Linked DNA regions of Anas platyrhynchos: region 2 is linked to region 1. Evidence: chromatin contacts called from public Hi-C data. All regions are on one chromosome and are shown on one strand. The core of a region is the stretch at or near the end of the contact, and the rest is flanking DNA. Distances in the headings are between cores, read along the strand shown. Region 1 holds the start of PTCH2 (patched 2). Region 2 overlaps EIF2B3 (eukaryotic translation initiation factor 2B subunit gamma).

Region 1 (2,700 bases), core at 91-2,590:
ACAAAGGGCCGGGTTTTAGGCAGGGTTTCCCCTCGGAAATGGGGATTTGCTCCCGGCCTGACCCTAACCCCGCTCCCCGCTCCCCTCCTGGATGCGCTCCGGGAGCCGCGGTCGGGATCGGCCCCGGGGGATGCTCCCCGGCGGGCACCGGGCGCAGAGCTGGGAGAAGGGGATGTGTGGATGGGGATAACGGGGGGGAAAAACACGCGTGGGGGGGAAAACACGCGTGGGGGGACCCCCGTGGGCAGCCCCGGTGCGCACAGCACCGCCGGTGGCACCCCACGTGCGGGGACCCCATGGGGCAGCCGGGGAGCATCACCCCGTGGGTGTCCCGCGTGGCCGTGGGGACAAACCCAGGAGGGATTGGGGACAGCAGGAGCCACGGGGACATTGGCGAGCCTTGGGGTCACGCTTACCTTCCACCCAGAGGTGCTCGATGTCGGTCTCGACGGAGGCCACCCGCAGCCCTACAGCCAGCGCCCCGAAGAGCAGCAGCCCCACGAAGAGCACCTTCCCGCAGTGCCGCTGGATCCGGCAGCCCAGGGCGAAGAGCAGCGCCTGCAAGCGGGCCCGCAGCCACAGCGGGGCCCTCCGGCCCCCCACCCTGCCCTGCGGAGGGGAGCGGGGGGGGGGCACCGTGAGGATTTGGGGAGGGGGCCCAGGAGGGCTCAGCATCCCCAAAAAGCAAAGGGGGGGGGAGGGGGTTAGAGGGCAGGGGGTGAGGATGCTCGGTGAGGGTAATCACACCCCCAAAGGGGAAAAATAATGGGAAAATTGAAAAATTGTGGTGTGATCAGGAGTGATTTGGGATTGTTAAGATGTAGAAGGTTATAAAAATGTAAAGAGTTGTAGAAATATCGAAAATTATAGGGAACGTAAGGAGTCATAAAAATATATGAAAAAATAAAAATATGAAGGATTATAAAAAGATAAAATGTTATAAAAATATAAAAACTATGAAAGCATGAAGGATGGTAAAAAACACGAAGAATTACAAAATTACAAAGAATTAGCCAAATTATAAAAAAATATTAAAGAATTGTATAAAATCCGCACAACGCTTCCAAATGCCTCAAAACGCTTCAAAACGCCTCAAAACGCCTGAAACCCATTTGGGACGGCGGGGATGCTGTCGGCGCGGCTGGGTGCCGCCGGGGTTAGGGGGGGGGGGGCAGCTCCAGCGCCTTACCTCGGGGGCCGGCTTGCGGCGGGCGGCTCGGAGCGGTGCCGGTGGCGGTGGCGGTGCCGGGGCGGGGGGCGGCTGCGGCGGCGGCTGCATGGCGGGGGGCTCGCGGCCGGGCGGGCGGGCGGGGGGCGACCCCCGGCGCCTTAAGTGGGGCCGAGCGCGGCCCCCATGGAGCTCGGCGGCGGCCGCTGAGCGGGGCCGGGGCGCGGGGCTCTGCGCCGCCCGCCGCCCGCCGCGCCTCTAAAGGGGGAGGCGGGGGCGGGGGGCGCCGGGGCCGCGCCGCCGCCGCCGCTCCCATTGGCCGCCGCCGCCGCGGCAGCGCCCAGCGCCCCCGCTGCCAGGCAACGCTGCGCCCGCCGCCGCCGGCCACACACGGCGGGGCCCCCCCCCCGGCACACACACACACACACACACACACACACACACGGGCCCTGCCCCCCCCCCGCACACACACACACATATACACAGCCCCGGGGGGGGGTGGAGCATCCCTGCCCTTCTTTTTTGGTTTTTGTTTTTTTGCTTTTTTTTTTTTTTTTTTTTTTTATGGGGGGGGGTGCATCCCTTTTTTCTTTTTCTTTTTTTTTTTTTTCCATTTTATTTTGGAAGGGGAGCAGCCCTGCCCTTCCTTTTTTAGCGGGGGGAGCATCCCTGCCCTTTATTTTTTTTGGGGGGGAGCATCCCTTCCTTTAATTTTTTTTGGGGGGAGCATCCCTTCCCTCTATTTTTTGGGGGGGAACATCCCTCCCCTTTAATTTTCAGACGGGGAGCATCCCCTTTTTATTTTTTTTACAGGGGGAGCATCCCTTCCCCTTTTTACTTTGGAAGGGGAGCATCCCTTCCCTTTTATTTTTTTGGGGGGAAGCATCCCTATTTTCATTTTTTTAGAGGGGGAGCATCCCTTCCCTTTAATTTTTTTGGGGAGCATCCCTTCCCTTCCCTTTTGGCAGGGGGAGCACCTCCTCCCTTTCGATTATGCAGGGGGAGCGCCCCTCCCCTCCCCTTCTTTTTCTGGGGGGCTGGGAGCATCCCTTTTTTATTTTTTTTAGAGGGGGAGCACTCCCTCCCCTGTTTATTTCAGAGGGGGAGCATCCCTTCCCTTCATTTCCCAAAGGGGGAGCACCCCTTCCCTTTAATTTTCGGAGGGGCAGCACCCCTTCCCTTCGTTTTTTGGAGGGGGAGCCCCCCTTCCCCTTTATTTTCAGAGTGGGACCATCCCTTCCCTATATTATTTTGGAACACAGCATCCCTTCCCCATACATGCCCCCCACTCCAAGGGTGAGGACTTACCCCACAGGTCCCTCCCCACAAATAATGGGCAGCCCCCAAATGCTACCCCAAATGTACCCCCCCGTTTCTCCCTTCCCCCACCCCATAAGGCCAACCATCTTCCCATAACCAGTCCCCATAACCAGGTGCCCCCCCCCCACCCCATACCCACCCACCATACCCACAGGGTGTCCCTCCTGAGGGCTGGGTGCCCCCACTGCACCCTCCCCACCCCCAAGAGGTGT
Region 2 (2,700 bases), core at 59-2,558, 66 kb after region 1:
GATCGCAGCCTTGCTCACGGAGCCTCAGCACTCGGTGCCCCTCAGGTGAGGTGGATTTTACTCGTGGCTAGAATTTAAGAGGTACGATCTGCAAAACTTGGGGATTTGAGGTAATTACATACCTTTGGAATAATAAAACAAGGAAATTCCCCTACCCCCTTCAAAGTTCAAGTAAAATCAGAAGCAGAAAAATCAATGGAAAGAGCATGACATGCTGTCCCACGTACCTCTGGATATCCCCTCATGAGAAGCCTCACAGGAACCTTGTGAAACCCATCTACACCACTAGTTCCTTAAAATGAAAAATACCCTTTAAAAAAAATCTGTTACTGTGCATAGGCCATATTTTATCACTCCCTTTCCTTTGCCAGGATCTTCACCGGACAAAGGGGCTCCAATGGCAGAAGGTGCATGTCTGTGGGTCTTTCCTGGGAAGATACTTGCATAAAAACAGCCATGTTTCATGGAAGTTTCATGGGATGGAGAACAACCCAACAAGAGTCAGATGGCAGGTCAGGAGGGTGAGAAGGAAGAACAGCGGGAGAGAAGTGAGCAGTACTTGCTCTGTGCTGGACAAAGCAGTGCCTGGCTCCCCCCAGCACTTACCGTCTAGAAGGGAAGAAGACTTGAGCTTTGAATCCACAGAAGGGAAAAATTCAAGTGCTACAATTTAAATTACTGAAAACTACCAAAATCCAGCCTATATAGGAGGCCCTCTGCAGTAAATCTGGCAACGCTCATTTCTTTCATCTACAGCAAGTGAGTTATACTTAGCTCCTGCTCTTTGAGGGTCTGAAGTTTCCCCGGCTGGTGCTTTGACCTGGGCTTCCTTTTCATCTCCTCCTGCAACCTACCACTGCTGCCTCACTTTTGCTTCGTGACAAGCTTTTGCAGCCATACCACACACATCTCAACTCCACCAAAATGTGAGCATTTTAGCATTTGATAGCACAGTAAGCATTTTCATACTGATAAGATCTCAATTAAAAATGTCATATAATTTATTAGTTAACCAAAATAGCTTCACCTCAGGCAGAAATTAAAGGATAATGGCATGAAAGTTGGCTCTGACGCCAGTGCAGGGGGAACGTGGCTGTGACGACCAGGACACGGGCTGTTCCACACACATCACAACACTGAATAGGTACATGTAAGAAAAACACATTTTAGGAAAAACTAGACGAGGTGTCTGCAGTCAGACTTGATGAATCCTGCTTCCCTGAATTAAGGCAGAGGGGTTTCCTGACTTGGCTAAGCTCAAGTCATGACTCAGCCCACGTGTTCAGATGCATCCTCAGACACATGGCAGCCTGGAGGCAGGGCAACATCAACCTCGAGCCAGGAGCTTTCGGGACACAGAAAGCCATCAGGGCTCAGGATGACATCAGCATTCGAACACTGCCCAGTTCTGCACTGAAGAAACACACCAAGCAACAGAAACACCACACATGCCATACAGATACTTGCATACTTGTCCAGTTCAAAAGAAACTATACTATTTGTTAGCAGATATTTTGAAAGTATCAGATAAGACTGTCACTAAAATAAAGCCTTAAAATTAGAGAGTGCATCATTCTTGTTGCACAGTGACAAGAGAATTCAAAACCAAAGGAAAGGTGAAGTCAGGCTGAAGCCAACTGCAGACATCTCTTCATTTTTCAAACAAAAATAGCTCTGAGTAATTCTTTTAATAGGTAACTGGTGTTTTACAAAACACCATCAGAAATACCAGGGGATGATTAACATAAATATCAAGGGGGGGGGTGGAAGGACACAGGAACATTTGTTACCACAAGAAGAATTTAACATCCACCCAAAGTCCAAATTTGCATTTTTTTAAGCAAGTAATTACAGCAGTTACAACCACACTGCATTAGCTTCTGGTTAGACCAGATTACTCATGATTTCAAATTTCCAGATTTGTTAATAGCCATAGCAGGAGCCGCCGCATGACACTACTCTGAGCTGACACCTCAAATGCTTTCAGGATGACACTGAGCTTGGAGTACTACAGCTTGGAGCCCAGCTGGACATAAACATGCACTGCACTGAGGACAGAGTTGGATTTCCAAATTTTTGCCTCATCTTTCACCCGCTACTAGGACCTGGATAACAACAGCTTGAGGTTAAGTGAAAGGAATTTTGCTCCTTTTACGCAATGGTAACGTGACGATTAGAACACTGCAGTGGGCAAGAATAAATTCTGGCAAATTCAACGTAGTGAGATGATATTTTGAGGATAACTTCCTGCCTTGGATAATTATTGCTGAATTTAAAGCTTCATGCACTGTTCTGCACAGCTCAGCGTGTGCTACCTCAGTACAGCAGGTGGGAACTGCCTTTAATTATGAGACAGTCACTGCTCTTTTAAAACAAGTCTTGAAGGAAAAGCTGTCTTGACAGCTATTAAGACACTGCTCAGTGTATTTGCACAATACTGATATTATATATATATATATTTTTTTTTTTTTTTCAGCTGTAATTACAAAGTCCAGCTCTTTGCTAAAATTAGCAATCGTTTTATGGCTGTGATGCAGAGACATTGGCACGCCCTCTCGTCAGGAGACAGCTTGGCTTCAGTAATTAAGTAGGAGAAATATCATTATTCTAGACTTAAGTAGTCCCTAATGCAAAAAGCAGTAGCACAGAGCCATTTTCACCACGGATCACAAGCCAGGACTGAAAAAGCAAGAGGAGAAG

The links. Hi-C and Micro-C count contacts between places; a contact is called where the count stands out from the background.
Region 2: a Hi-C map of liver shows a contact between it and region 1, with 2.4 times the contacts expected there. The contact joins the enhancer-like site here to the promoter of PTCH2 in region 1. A contact is called at or near these places in 2 of 8 Hi-C or Micro-C datasets (liver and skeletal muscle).

What each region holds. Positions count from the first base shown.
Region 1 is chr8:29,498,105-29,500,804 of IASCAAS_PekinDuck_T2T, forward strand. PTCH2 (patched 2) reads right to left here and starts at 1,341. Exons shown (of 24, transcript XM_038183163.2): 1 at 1,190-1,341; 2 at 417-609. The coding sequence starts at 1,279.
Region 2 is chr8:29,563,998-29,566,697 of IASCAAS_PekinDuck_T2T, forward strand. All of the region lies in intron 5 of EIF2B3 (eukaryotic translation initiation factor 2B subunit gamma), which reads right to left. Among named protein-coding and RNA genes, the nearest start is that of EIF2B3, 39 kb to the right of the region's middle. Within about 2 kb of position 1,309, at least 2 of the 8 cell types and tissues checked have an H3K27ac peak or open chromatin away from gene starts, as enhancers often do.